3 separate regions of the Mus musculus genome follow, and all the other regions are linked to region 1. A link is a contact called in public promoter capture Hi-C data. All regions are on one chromosome and are shown on one strand. Each heading gives the region's core, a stretch centred on a gene start, on an enhancer-like site or on the middle of the called end of the contact. The rest is flanking DNA. Distances are from core to core; before and after follow the strand shown. Region 1 holds the start of Zfp101 (zinc finger protein 101). Region 2 holds the start of Cyp4f16 (cytochrome P450, family 4, subfamily f, polypeptide 16). Region 3 holds the start of Tapbp (TAP binding protein).

Region 1 (4,899 bases), core at 1,173-3,672:
CCAGCTCTAGGGGATCCAACACTGTCTTCTGACCTCTGCAGAAACCCAAGCATACATGCAGATGTGCACAGGAACACGAACAACACAAACCCCAAAATATATCTTTTTCCAAAATAAATTAGACAGATCTTAAATGAACAACCTGAAGAAGCACCTGAAGGCTTTGGGAAAACAAGATCCCAAAGTCCAAATCCCTAAGTGAGCGAAATAATGACGATCAAGTCTGAAATTAAGTAAAAAATTAACTAAAAAACAAAATAAAACCCACTGAAGTGGAGGGATGGCTCAGAAGAGCATGTGTGCCTTTTGCAGAGGATCCGAGTTTAGTTCCCAGGACTTACATAATGGACCAGAACCATCTATAACTCCCTCATGAATCTAATGTTTTCTTCTAACCTCTGTGAGCATCTGGGAAACATGTTACATATCTTTTCTGTCAGGCGAAATGTTCACATAATATATATATATATATATATATATATTCATTCTACAAAATTGAGTTGGTGTTGAAAAGATAAACATAATTGATAAACCCTTAGCCAAATAAAACAAGACACACATTAATGAAATGGGAGCTGAGGAAGGAGGCATTCCAATAGACACCAAAGAAATTCAGAGAATCATGGTAACATACTTGAAAATCTTATATCTCCAGGTTGTGTGTGGTGGCGCACGCCTTTAATCCTAGCACTTAGGAGGCAGAGGCAGGCTGATCTCTGTCAGTTCAAGGCAAGCCTCATCTATATAGCACGTTCCAGGCCAGCCAAGGCTACACACAGTAAAACTCTGCCTGGAAATAAAAAAAATTAGTATGCATTCCATGCTTGCCACTAAGCAGTCAATGACACACATGCTGCTAAAGAGAAAATCCTGGGATCTTCCTGCCAGAATCTAAGGGAGAAAAACTGTACAGCAGGATGAGCACAGGGCTGACTCTGTAGAATGTTTACTTAGTATGGAGACGCCCCCCCACCCCCACCCTCGGTCCCAGCACCAGCACCACATCAAAGCAAGTGTGCTGGCTCATGCCTTGAAATCCTAAAACCTGAAGGCAGGAGGATCCCAAGTTCAAGGTCATCTACATATGGAGTTTCATGATAGCCAGGGATCTATGAAACCCGGTTTTAAAATAAAAGTAAAAGTAAAAATAAATGAAGCCGAAGAAATGAGTCAACAGGCAAAAGCAGTCGTCAAGCATGCGTTGTGACCTGTGTTTGATCCCTGAACCCAGGGAATGGACAGGAGAACCAACTCCAACCCCACAAGGGAGTCCTTTGACCTGCACAGTATATACTATGGCACGGGAGCCCAAAGATTGGCTCACCACACATGAACAACACTAATAAAATTTGAAATGTTTTGTGCACTCAAACCAACTCTCAAAAAAATACCTCATCCAGAAGATAGAAGACACGTATGTTTTTCTCCCAGATGGCCCCTGTCCACACTTTCCCTAGTCGCAAATTACACTGTCTAGAAAAACGATTTACATAAGGGCAAAGGAAACAACCGAAGATGTTAATATTTTTCTAGAGGACTGTAATCTTGGTAAATACTAATTAAGGAGCCCACCTTGTAGGGCATGATGGTGCTCGCATCTAAACTGCAGTTCTCAGGAAGCAGAAGCAGGCAGATCTCTTGAGTTCAAGGTAGGCCTGGTCTACGTAATGAGTTCCAAGAAAGGAAAGAAGACAAACAAACACACATTACAGGCAGAGGCAGGAGAATCTCTGAGTTCGAAGCCAGCCTGGTCTACCAAGTGAGTTCCAGGGTAGCCAGGGCTACTGAGAAACCCTGTCTGAAAAACAAAGAAATCAACCAATCAAAAACTCACCAGCACCACTGCCACCAAAAGCACATTACATATTCCTTCTCTTTGGAGAAGCAGCCTAGAGCAAAACTAATACAAAATCAAGGAGACCTCAGAAAACAATAAAGCAGGCCAAACGCAAGTGCAAGGTCAGACCAGCAGTAACGCTCAACACCCACGTCCTTTCACTACACTGACCAGACCGCATCACCAACCCGTGAGCGCTGCAAAGTCTGCAGGGTGCAGGACCACCGAGCTCATTCCCCATGATAGCCAAGGGACTGGGATAAAGCAGTTTTACAGCGACAGGGCAGGAGGAGCCTCCGACTCCTGGCTCCGCCGGTGCCAAGCTCCACCTCGAACTGCAGCACAGCGCCAGAGGAACGTCGGGTCGGCGGTGCCAAGCTGCGCCAGGCTACGTCAAAGCCGCGGCCCACGACTCCGGGAGCAACCGTGTACTCACCATTTCCAGCTTCGGACGCATGCGGGGGTCCTTCGGAAGAGCCTGCCGACAAAATAGGTGGCACTGACTGAAACCAGCTGTCACAACACCTCACAAAAGCTACACGGGATTCAAAAATGGAGCCAGGGGCAGAAACTTCAGAACATCCGTGTTCCTCATTTGACAGTTCCAGCAAGGAAGTAACAGCGGCTCTGATTGGCGAAAGATGCTGGACCCGCCTTCTTATTCGTGAGTAGCAGGATCAACAACCTCTCCCATACTTGACGCAAATGGGGAAAAAAAAAAAAAAAAAAAAGATAGAGCAACACCCAATCTTAACCCAGACGTTCCGTTTGGAGTAAATATGTGGGATCCTTGCATTTAAGCACGACGCCTTCTGGGATTTTAGTGCACGCACTCGCTTTGTCGTGTACTCAGTGGGCTTCTACTGTTTCACATAAAATAGCGCTACAGATTGGCTCTGGACATCCCAGACTCAGTGTAGGGAAAGGAAAACCCATGACCCCAAACAGAGAAGGTTACCCGGTCAGGAGAGGACAGTGCCAATAATGAGTGCCAACTTAAGAATCTGAGATGAGGCAAATGGACTTTTGCACCTATATTTTTTGAAAGTTAAGATTTAAAATGTTGATTGAGCCCCAGGTTTGAAAGAAACCTGTACAAATATGTTAAAGCTTTGTCTGAAGAAATAATATTTTAAAACACGTTTGATAAAGACATATGCTTTTGCAAATGTCTCTTCTTACAGGCTTTACTTGGACTACTTCTGGGTATTGAACATTATTACTATAAACCAAGCCAAGAGCAGAAAGCAACATATATGAATTAATAATGTAAATAGAAAAAAACTTGTAAGCAAAGAAGAGGCTTTCGCTCCGGTACTGGTTGGCCTTTTGTCGACTTGATGTTAGTGGGGGTCATCTGAGAGAAGGGAACTCAACTTAGAAATGCCTCCATTAGATTGGCTATAGGCAAGACTGTAGAATATTTTTGGATTAAAGAATGATGTGTGTGTGTGGGGGGGGGGGGGTTTCCAATCTACTGTATTAATGCATACTTAGGTAGATAGGCCTAGGCTGTATAAAAAGGGAGAGTGAACATGCAGTATTTCCCCATGACCTCTACTTCAGTTCCCACCTCCAAATTTCTTCTTGAGTCCTGTGATGATTATTTTTCTGGTTGTCAACTTGACTCTGTTAGTCATGAAATCAAATCTGGGAATGGAGGACATACCTGTGAGAACTTTTTGCTTGCTTTGGAGTCGGTGATTCTGCTTCAGGTCTGGACCTTTGAGGTAGGGAGTCCCAGGCCTTTGAACCAAACCTTGAATCAGCTCTAATCTAGGCTACAGGCTTTGCTAGAGCTGGACGAGGAAGCTTCTGCTCCTGCCTGCTTGCCCTAGCCTTGCTAGCATGTCCATTCCTTCACTGGCATCAGAACCTTACTTTTTAGGGATTCCAGCATAAGCTGAAGACCAGCTGAGACATTTAGCCTCGTGGTCTGAGAAACTACAGGATTCTTGGGCTTTCCATCCACAGCCAACCATTGTTGGATTAGCTAGACCGCAGCCTGTGAGTCTTTCCAGTAAACCCCTTTTCTATACATATAGAAAGATTCATTCTGTAAGCTTTGTTACTCTCAAGAACTCTAATAATTTCCCTTCATGATGAACTTTAAGCCATAAGATAAAATACATCCTTCCCTAAACAAAGTTGCTTTTGTTTAAAGCAATGGAAAGAAAAGATAGAACCATTTCAACTAAACTCTTATTCAATGACCAGAAAACACAGTGAAAAGGTATGTTAAGAAATGAAGTCACACATGAGATACCTTTTATAAAATACTAACAGTCAAGTAGATCACACAAAAGACACATAGGTCTTATAAAATTACTGATTTTACTTCTGCCTTTAGAATATGTTCTGAATTGAAATAAATTGAATGAGAGAGAGAGAAAGAGAGAGAGAGAAAGAGAGAGAGAGAGAGAGAGAGAGAGAGAGAGAGAGAACCAGTGACTGGGTGAAGGTTATAATCAGAAACTTCTCAAAACCAGTACAAATAGTCAATGAATATATAAAAGCTAGTCAACTATTTTGCCAAGAAGGAAATTCACAGAAAAGAAGTAAATGAGACCAACATTTGTATCTCTTTGATCTCTTTTTTTGTCTAATTTCTCTGGCTATAATTTTGAATACTATATTAGAGAGAAAGAGAGAGAGAGAGAGACAGGGAGAGAGAGAGAGAGAGAGAGAGAGAGAGAGAGAGAGAGAGAGAGGAGACCCTTGTCTAGTCCCTGATTTTAATGGGTTTCTCCCCATTTTATTTGATGTTGTCTATTGGTCTGCTGTATGTTGCTTTTGTTATATTTAGGTATGCACCTTGAATACCTGATCTCTTCAATACTTTTAACATGAATGGGTGTTGTATTTTTGCCAAAGTCTTTTTATGCATCTAATAAGAATATCATGTGTTTTTTTTTCTTTGAGTTTGTTTATATATTGGATTACATTGATGGATTTCCATATATTAAACCATCCCTGCATCCCTGGGATGAAGCCTACTTGATCATGGTGGATGATTTTTTTGATGTGTTCTTGGATTCGGTTTACGAGAATTTTATTGAGTA
Region 2 (4,899 bases), core at 1,242-3,741, 860 kb before region 1:
AGACTTTATTAAGAGACCATGGATACTGGCCACGTTCATACCTAAACGTCAGGCACAGAATATGGTGCTAAATTACATTAGCCAAGGGCTGATAGGGGAAAACTCTCAAAGCTACACACTTCTTCCCTTCTTGGAACCAGAGGCAATTATTCTGGCCTACTTCCTGATGCCCTGACCGCATGCGATCAAGCACATCCTGTGCAACTGGGACAACTGACCTTGTTTACAGAAGTGAAAACACGTGGTTTGTCATCTTACATGAAAAAAGCTGTAGAGAGAATCTCTTGTGTACTGTGTGGAAACACCACCTGTCAGTAGCTGGGAAACATAGTCCTGGGATGAAGTTGGCCACATTTAGAGTGGGTCTTTGCTCTAAGTTCAGCCTTTTTGACAGACTCGTATAGAGACTCCCAGAAATCATCTTCCACGGAAGTTGTAGACCCAGAAAGATGGCAGTGATGAGTGACCATTGTGACTATCTTATCAGGGTCTAGGAATATTCATCTGAAGACATGACGTATATCCTGCATTTATCTTATGATATGTAGCCGAGGTTGACCTTGAGTTTTATTCCTCTTGCATCCACCTCCCAAATGGCCTGATTATAGGTGTAACCCTTGGTTTATTTATAGCTCAGCAGGTTTATTTTTGGAACCGGTATCTGTTATTATGGGGTTGGCAACACCAAAGTCTAAGGCCCTAGACACCTGGTAAGACTTTAGACAGACACCGTAGCTGAGTTTTTAGGTCAGAGTTCGTTCATGACTGTTGCAGTCAAGGTTTGCTCTCAGGTCCTTTCAGTATTCAGTGTCCTGAGGAGGTAATTCGCTTCCTCTGTCCTCGACTCCAGCAGTCTGAGTTCCGGTCCTCCTGATAGAGGAGGGTTTGGTTGGGGCACAGGAGTAGAAGGAGTAATCCAGAGTTTAACCAGAGCGAGGAAGGAAGGGAGAACATATTCTTTGAAGAAGAGCCATTCAGGCCTGAAGAGATGGCTTAGTGGTTAAGAGCACTGGCTTCTGTTCCTTAGGAGCAAGGTTCAATTTGTACTACCTACGTGGTGGCTCGGAACTTTCTGCAGTTCTACTCCCAGGGGATCTCACACTCTTTTCTTTGCAAAGCTTCTGGAATCAAGCTTGTGTGTGGTGCAGACACATACATGCAGACAAAACATCTCTATACATAAATCAAATAAATAAAAGAAAAAATAAGAATGCTAAGTCAAGCGAAACAGCTATGGCTTCAACTGTGACAAGTGGGGGCCTTATACTGCTCTGTTCCATACAGTCTTTCCTTGTGTCTTCTCCAGTGTGGACTCTTTTAGAAATGTTGTGTGTTTCCTTTAGACGTTCATTACCCTAGAATTCAGTGTCATAAGTAGTTGTGAAATTGTAGACTTTGCCTATGCTTAAAAAGTACCTGTGAAGTTGAAAAATTTACTAGAGGAAAGGGAAACAACACCTTGTGAAAAATCCCCTGGGGAGGAAGTCTTGAGGTTGCTTAATTTTGATCTATTAGGGACCCCTAGCCTCCATAGTCCCTCATTTCTTGTTTGGGGAGCCCTGAGTTGGCGAGTCTGGACTTCTCCACTGACCTCTGCCCTTATCTTGCTCTATCAACCACCAATCAAGTACCCTTAACTCTGTTTCAGGACTTTGAGATTGCTTTTATCTGCCAACCTTTGAGCTGGTCCACCCATTGTTCTTTATGTCCGCGCTTTGGTGTGATGTTGGCTCCTTTTACTTGTCTAATAATGGGGAGCATGGCCATGGGAGGGTTCAGTGATTGCTAAGTCCATGACTTGCCGATCTAGGGTTTCTGAACAGCATACACTCCTGTTAAGGTCAAGTCGCCATTTGATCCTGGGAAGACAAGCCATTGCAGGCTTGTTCATTCTTGCCTGTACCCCTGTGCTCATAGCACTTCAGTCTGACTCCTTTCATCCTCACAAACCCGCTGAACTCTGACCCTTTAGTTGCCAGGTGTATTTTCCCAGCCAGGACATCTATCTCTTCAGTCTGACCATGGCTGGATTCTCTGGTCTAGTTTGGAATTGTTTCTATCCAGGGGCTGGGCTGCTAAGGGAGAGGACTGAATGCTGCAAGACTGTAGTCGGTGAGCAGAGGCATTCCAGAGACAGGTCTGCAGTTCTGCAGTTCTGCAGTGAGGAATTCTGCATGCTGCACTCCCACCAGTGAGATGTGCAGAGATCCCTGGGAGATGCTCAGGGAACATCCTGAACACCATCCTGGCACCTGTACTTCCTCCTTCACGCTTTTATCAGCAGACTGTTGCCCTTGGAAGGGCCCAGAGTCACCTTTGCCCTTGACTCAGAGGTGCTGCATCCTAAATGCAACCTGCCTGTGTGTGTTGCCCTGAGTCTTTCCCCTCCACTCCAGTCTGGCCCCGCCCAACTTGTTTTGGCCTGATGCCCAGGCAGGGAGGAAGTGGCTGAGCCTGGGAGGGATTTGATTGGTTCAGTCCAGCCTAACCCAGCCTCCCACACAGCTTCCTGAAGTTAGGAAGCAGGGGATAAATGCTTTTCACAGGACTGGGGAGAAGGTCTTAGAGGACCAGCAGCTCCTGAGATAAGGTACCGACTTGGGCTCTGAGGCAAGACAGGGTCCTGACTCTGATCAGGATGAGTTTATCAGTGTTGGGGTGGCTCCATGGAGACAATTGGCACAAGTGAGCCTGGGTTCCTGGATAACCGTTTGTGCTTCAGGCAGAGCCATCCCAGACTTCAACAGCTCTTGTCTGTGTGTTCCCTGCCTCCTTCTCTCTCTCTCATTCTGTCTCTTCCTGTATCTCCATCCCCTTCCCTGCTCTACTCCCTGCTCTACTCTCCAGTTTCTGCCCATGCTCAAAATTCTGAAGTTTTCCAGGTTCCTCTTCCAAACCTCAGAATCTCCTCCTGTGTCTGTCTGCTCAGCAGGATGCTGCGGCTAAGTGTGTCTGGGCTGGACCTGGGCTCTGTGGTGACCTCGTCATGGCATCTTCTGCTGCTTGGAGTGGCTTCCTGGATTTTGGCCAGAATCCTTGCCTGGACTTACTCATTCTATGAGAACTGCTCCCGCCTCAGTTGTTTCCCTCAGCCTCCTAAAAAAAACTGGTTTTCAGGTCACTTGGGCATGGTGAGTATGGCGGCAGATAGGCTGGGGGTACCGGGGTGTATGTGTTCCCTAGGCATCAGGAAAGGTCTGGAGCCTGTAGCAGGGAGAAGCAAAGAAAGTTATTTGGGCCCCTATTCTCATCACAACCCCACATTCATTTATCTTTCTTTCCAAGTTGTGCTCATCAGCCTTTCTCTCTTACCTGGCACCAGCCTACTGTGGGCCATACTCTCAGCAGGACTGAGGATTCCTCAAGTTCCTGGATATGTGTCATAGTCAGTGGATCCCATGGCGAATAGCACAGAGTAGTGGCATCCCTGGTATATTCTGTTTCACTGCTGGATTTGAGATCTTCCTTCAGTATGTCCAAGGTCTTGCCTCCTGCCTGGCTCATCTCTCTTGGTTTCAGATCAGTGACTGTATCTCTCTGGGTTGCTATTTGCCCTGTAGGATTCAGCTGCGATTTCTTACCTCCACCTACTGTTTGGGTGCAGAAGAGAGATTGTAGTTTTTTTCCCTTCCACTTCTTGGCCACTGTCCTTCCTCATTTTGCCCTCTGTCCTGAAGATGCATTAGTGGGCTCCATTATGCAATGTAGGTCAAGGATGAACACTTTTTAACATTGGTAGTGATTATCTGAAGTGCTTAGGGTTTGTGCATGCTAAGCAATGACTTTATTCCAAAGGCACATCACAGCATGACCATTTTCTCTCTGGTCTCATCATAATGACTACACTTCCTACTCAGTACCCTTCCCTGGTCACCAGGTCCCCTTGCTCCATGCTGCTCCATGTTGCAGAACCACATCTTGGGATTAGATCACTCATAATAGAGATATCATCACCAATGCCATACATTCAAGTACTGCTTCTCTCAACAGAATCCTCTTTCCTACCAACATTCTCATGTAACCATTGTTATCCAATGTCTTCTCAGCATCACCATCCTTTATGCATACTAACCTATCAGCTTCCTTACAGTTCCCTTTCATCTCCCCATGAGTTCAAATTCCTATCAAGATTTCAAGTGTGAGGTTCTTGACAATTCATTTTTCCTTTAAGCATTTGGAAAAGTGTTGCTTTTGATGCCCCCAAACTCCCATATGTTGTGTTTTGTTATGCACAGTGATACTGTAGAGTCAGGTGACATGTTTCTTCCCATTCTTATACCTCCTATGTGGTCTTGGTGCACTAAATCTCCTGTCTGTTGCTCCTCCTCTTCCTCTTCCTCCCCACTACTACTACTACTACTATTTCTTCTTCTTCTTCTTCTTCTTCTTCTTCTTCTTCTTCTTCTTCTTCTTCTTCTTCTTCTTCTTCTTCTTCTTCTTCTCTTCTCCTCCTCCTCCTCCTCCTCCTTCTCCTCCTCCTTCTCCTTCTCCTCTTTCTTTCTCCTCCGCCTCCTCCTCTTCTTCCTTCTCCTCCTCATCCTCTTTTTCCTCTACTTCTTGTTCTTCCTGTTCTTGTTCTTATTTTCCTTGTTCTTCTTTTTGTTCGTCTCTTTCTCCTTCTCCTCTTCCCCTCTTCTTCCTTCTCCTACTTCTTCTACTTCTTCTTCTACTTGTACTTCTTCTACTTGTTTTTGTCCTTCTTGTTCTTCTTTTTGTTTTTCTTCTTGTTTTTATTTTTCATATTCTACTTGTACTTTGCTTTTCTGTGTAGCTTTGGCTCTCTTGGAACTTGTTCTGTACACCAGGATGACCTACCTAAAACTCACAGAGACCTGCATCTGTTTCCCAAGGGATTATGTGCTTGTGCCAACTCCATCAGGTTTCTGCCATCTGATTATA
Region 3 (4,899 bases), core at 1,673-4,172, 520 kb after region 1:
GACTAGGATAGACGCCCCTTCCCTGAGAGCCCCCTATTTCCTGACCCAGGAGCGAGAGTACTAAACTTGGAATACTTTCTTTGCTAGCGCTGCGGTTTGGTGGTGTTTGATTGGATGTTTTACTTAATAGTGAGCCTCAGTTGCCCCGTCTGTACCATGGGGTTGACAGGGGTACCTGTTTTTTTTTTTTAAATACTGTGATGGCTTAAAATCAGTGATGCTTTCAAAATGCTGTTATTCTTTTTTTTTTTTTTTCCCTAGAGACCCCCCCGGCCGCCCTCTTCTTTCCTTTGTTCCTGTGGCTGGGGGGGTATCTCCTTCCACAGCATGGAGCCGTCTGCTCTGTCACCCAGTGGGGCCACACTCCCACTGCCTCTGTCACTGGCTCCACCGCCACTGCCTCTGCCGGCAGCTGCAGTGGTACACGTGTCCTTCCCTGAGGTGACCAGTGCCCTCCTGGAATCCCTCAACCAGCAGCGGCTCCAGGGTCAGCTCTGTGATGTGTCCATCCGCGTGCAGGGACGGGAGTTCCGCGCTCACAGGGCCGTCTTGGCTGCCTCCTCTCCTTACTTCCACGACCAGGTCCTACTGAAAGGCATGACTTCCATTTCCCTGCCAAGCGTCATGGACCCAGGCGCTTTTGAGACTGTCCTGGCCTCAGCTTACACGGGCCGCCTCAGCATGGCTGCTGCGGACATTGTCAACTTCCTCACAGTGGGGTCGGTCCTCCAGATGTGGCACATTGTGGATAAGTGCACTGAACTCCTTCGGGAGGGTCGATCCGCAGCCACTACAACCACTGTCACTACTGCTGCAGCCCCCTCTGTCTCTGTCCCTTGTGCCAGTGTCCCATCAGGGAATGGGGGCACTGTCGCCCCTGCCACCGTAGGCTCTGTCCGTTCCCATACCTCCAGCAGGGCCAGTGAGAATCAGTCTCCCAGCAGTAGCAACTACTTCAGCCCCCGGGAGTCGACTGATTTCTCCTCTACCTCCCAGGATGCATTTGTGGCCTCAGCAGCAGGTAGTGGGAACCGTCGGGATGGTGGCCCGGTGTTCCCAGCCCCTGTGGTTGGCAGTGCGGGTACCACCTCCGGGAAGTTGCTGCTGGAGGCCGATGAGCTATGCGATGACGGTGGGGATGGGAGAGGGGCCGTGGCCCCCGGGGCTGGGCTCCGGAGGTCTAACTGCATGCCTGCCAGTGCAGTGCCACAGAAACACTGGGTGTATGTGAAGCAAGCTAGAAATTGCCCTGCACCAGCCTCCCTGGTCCACCAAGACCCCGATCTAGAAGATGAGGAAGAGGAGGAAGATCTGGTGTTGACTTGTGAGGATGATGAGGATGAAGAAATGGGAGGCGGCTCTGGGGTTCCTGCAGGGGGAGAGCCCGAGGCTACCCTCAGTATCAGTGATGTTCGGACCTTGACCGAGCCTGCAGACAAGGGGGAAGAGCAGGTCAACTTCTGTGAATCCTCCAATGACTTTGGCCCCTATGAGGGTGGGGGCGCTGGGGCAGGGCTTGATGACCCCGGAGGACCCACCCCTTCCTCCTATGCCCTCACCCACCCTCCACGACCCCTCCTTCCATTGGATGTGCCGGGCAACCAGATCTTGGTTTTCCCATCCTCCTCTTCACAGGCTCCAGGCCAGCCACCAGGGAACACAGCTGAGCACGGGGCAGTGACCCTCGGGGGCACCTCTGCGGTGGGGCTGGGCATACCAAGTGGCTCTGGTGGGGCTCCTGGAGGGACAGGCAACAGCGACGGGAATAAGATCTTTCTGTGCCACTGTGGGAAGGCTTTCTCACATAAGAGCATGCGGGACCGGCACGTGAATATGCATCTCAACCTGCGACCCTTTGACTGCCCCGTGTGCAACAAAAAGTTCAAGATGAAACACCACCTGACCGAGCACATGAAGACACACACGGGCCTCAAGCCGTACGAATGCAGTGTCTGCGCCAAGAAGTTCATGTGGCGGGACAGTTTCATGCGTCACCGGGGACACTGTGAGCGTCGGCACCGGATGGGTGTGGGTGGGGTCGGATCTGGACCGGGTCCTGGACCTGGACCCGGGACACCTTCTGGGCCAGCATTGCAACCCAAGAGGGAGTCTTCCACAGTGGGTGGGGGCAGTGGCGATGAGGCAAATTCGGCCACGCCCCCGTCCCATAGGCGTGTCTGGTCCCCACCCAGCGTGCACAAAGTGGAGATGGATTTCAGTGGGGGTGGAGGTGCAGCACACTGAAGAGCAGGCAATTGGGGAGCTTAGTCTAAGAGCAATGGCTCCCGGGGTTTCCCCCACCAAACAGTCTTCCCTTACCTCGGTGGACTTGTATATATTCTAGAGAAGGGCGTGGGTTGCACCGTCGCCAGCCCGTTCCATTCCTCAGCCCCTTCCTCGAGATCTCTGGAACTAAGCTGTGTTTTTGCTTTTCCCCTGAGCACACCAGAGCCCCACCTTCACGGAGTAGTGCCAACAAGGTGGGGGAATGGAAAAGGGACCTTTTGAGCATCCTAGAGTCACAGAGCCAACAGTCAGGTTGTGCTAGTTTGTGCCTGAAGTCTGTGTTTGTGTTGTGGGACAAGGCCTTTGAGTCTTAACGATTGTCCTTTCTCCTCTTGAAGGATACGCCCCTTATTTCTGTACTACCCCACCCTTGCCATGGGGATCCCAAATTGGGTTGTCATGAAAGTGGGTGGACACAAGGTGGGAGCCGCGTAGTATAGGTCTTAATTTTTAACGGTGATTAAAATATTTATTGGTCACTTCACTTGGCTTCCCAACACCCCTCTGTTTGCTGGGACCTGGCACAGGTCTGGGAACGCGGGAGTGTGGTTTTAAGGGAGGTGGCGCGGAGAGGGCACAGCAGGAGGGCGGAGTCTAGGCTGATAAAGGGCTCAAAGTTGGCGCAGTCCGGTGAGCCAAGGGGGTGGGTGCAGGGCGAGGAGTGGCTGGAGAGCTACAGACAGGGTTTCGGCAACTCTGTTTGGCCCCTGTGGGCGGCGTTCCTCCAACGCGCAGTCACGCCCTCACCTGACCAGATCGGGGAATTTCCAGTTCCTCACCCCAGCCTTAGAAGGAAAATGAAAGTGAAAGGGGAAGAAAAGACTTGGTAGGAGAGATCGTAGCACCATGAAGCCTCTGCTCCTGCTCGTCGCTGTGGCACTGGGTGAGCAGACCCCATTTCTTCTTGTTTAGGAATAGACACACTGGGAAGGAGAGGGAGGAGGTCCCATGGCGGGTCTGAAGGGGCGGGCCGGTCGCCGGTCGCCGGACATCCTATGGCCCTCTGGTCACCGGAGCCCCTCTCCCCAGGCCTAGCGACCGTCGTCTCCGTCGTCTCGGCTGGACCAGAGGCGATCGAGTGCTGGTTCGTGGAGGATGCAGGTGGGGGTGGCCTGTCTAAGAAACCTGCCACACTGCTACTGCGCCATGGACCCAGGGGACCGCCGCCCCGGCCAGATCTTGACCCAAAGCTATACTTCAAGGTGGATGGTGAGTCTTCGGGACTTACCTGCATCTGTCGCCTCCTCTTAGCTCACGCAGGGACGCTGGGCCTCAGTTTTCCCTTTTGTAAATACGTTTGGATGCTCTCTAAGTCGTTCACTACTTTGCTAGTTTGTGCCTTCCGGCCTGTGTGTAGTCAGCACATTTCCAGTCCGGGCTACCGTTACACCCTTTTCGGTTCTGCAGACCCGGCGGGAATGCTCCTGGCCGCCTTCAGGCGGTACCCCGCAGGCGCCTCCGCCCCACACTGCGAGATGAGCCGCTTCATCCCGTTCCCTGCCTCGGCGAAGTGGGCTAGAAGTCTGAGTCCGGAGCAGAACTGCCCGCGGGCCCTGGACGGGGATTGGCTGCTGGTCAGCGTATCCAGCACTCTCTTCAGCCTCTCCAGCCTGCTGCGACCACAGCCGGAGCCTCTGCGGGAGCCTGTCGTCATCACCATGGCAACAGGTAGCCGCCGAGAGGCGCGCGAGATGGATGGGTAGTTTTTAAGGATCTAGATGGGCCAGTTCGGCGACTCGCCAAGAGGTTTGAATGGGTCATTTCTTCAACTGGGGATCAGTATATATTCTTTTGTTAAGGGAAGGGAGTTGGTTAGATTTTATCTTCACCCTTCATTGTAGGCTGAGAGTAAAATTGAAACCTACTGTGGTTTGGGGGCGGGACTTTGCAGAGGCGGTCATGGTGTCGGTTTCCAGATCCCAGAGTTTGAGAAACTCATAAGGTTAGGCGTCCCGAAACCCAAATTTTTTCTGCACCCATCCTAGGTTTCAAAAATCACACTTTGAGTCTCTTCAAAGCGCACTAGAGACTAGGGACAGTCAGCCCAGCAAGGAACCTCTTGCCAAGGCTCTCGGCCACGGTCTTTAGTGCCTCAACAGTGGCCTCTAGTGGGCAGAACGGTGGCTTGTGCACAGGTGCGGTTCTGCCGCTTGAGTTCCCAGAGATCCACCCACCACTTTGCTGTGCTGGACAGGGGAAGGGGCACTCTATGGGGTAGATCTGTCTTGAATGTCCTGAATGTTTGCTTTTCTCTCTGGACACCACCTAACAGGTAGATAGAATCGTCATTGGCTTTCCCCATTTCTGGTGCTTTTATGCAAATATTCTCACCGAACTCAGTCCTTTGCCTTCATCATTTGAAGTCTCCAAATGGGGACAGTCTGAAACTCCACTGGCACCTCTACTCTTAGCTCCACCCTGTGCAGGCCCTTTGTGGGGACAGTAGTTCTCTTGAAACCACCTGCCCTCACACTGCTGGTCTTCATGTGGGATGGTGTTGGCTACCTTTTGCCCTATGGGTCGTTTTTTTCCAACTGTAAGAAGTAGGATCTATTTTGCCAGCTACTTTTATTTGTGGCATTGAAGCAAGGCCCTGTGCAGCTATGTGCTGGT

Evidence for each region. Promoter capture Hi-C pulls out the DNA fragments that hold promoters and counts their contacts.
Region 2: a contact with region 1 is called in a promoter capture Hi-C map of hippocampal neurons, with 5 times the contacts expected there. The contact joins the promoter of Cyp4f16 here to the promoter of Zfp101 in region 1. A contact is called at or near these places in 11 of 39 promoter capture datasets (the 3T3-L1 cell line, the HPC-7 cell line, cranial neural crest and 5 more), 1 of 484 Hi-C or Micro-C datasets (bone marrow-derived macrophages), 2 of 115 datasets of contacts at active chromatin or transcription factors (bone marrow-derived macrophages and differentiating embryonic stem cells) and 2 of 9 other capture datasets (adipose tissue and liver).
Region 3: a contact with region 1 is called in a promoter capture Hi-C map of liver, with 2.3 times the contacts expected there. The contact joins the promoter of Tapbp here to the promoter of Zfp101 in region 1. A contact is called at or near these places in 4 of 39 promoter capture datasets (3T3-L1-derived adipocytes, cranial neural crest, liver and 1 more) and 2 of 115 datasets of contacts at active chromatin or transcription factors (both in embryonic stem cells).

What each region holds. Positions count from the first base shown.
Region 1 is chr17:33,392,215-33,397,113 of GRCm38.p6, forward strand. It overlaps Zfp101 (zinc finger protein 101), which reads right to left and starts at 2,423. Exons shown (of 4, transcript NM_009542.2): 1 at 2,274-2,423. The coding sequence starts at 2,294.
Region 2 is chr17:32,534,066-32,538,964 of GRCm38.p6, forward strand. Cyp4f16 (cytochrome P450, family 4, subfamily f, polypeptide 16) reads left to right here and starts at 2,492. Exons shown (of 13, transcript NM_024442.2): 1 at 2,492-2,590; 2 at 2,933-3,131. The coding sequence starts at 2,934.
Region 3 is chr17:33,916,556-33,921,454 of GRCm38.p6, forward strand. It overlaps Tapbp (TAP binding protein), which reads left to right and starts at 2,923. Exons shown (of 8, transcript NM_009318.2): 1 at 2,923-3,169; 2 at 3,316-3,495; 3 at 3,694-3,954. The coding sequence starts at 3,133. It overlaps Zbtb22 (zinc finger and BTB domain containing 22), which reads left to right. Exons shown (of 2, transcript NM_020625.3): 2 at 262-2,770. The coding sequence starts at 328. The coding sequence ends at 2,244. It overlaps Gm19412 (predicted gene, 19412), which reads right to left and starts at 3,941. Exons shown (of 2, transcript NR_168019.1): 1 at 3,515-3,941; 2 at 2,734-3,071.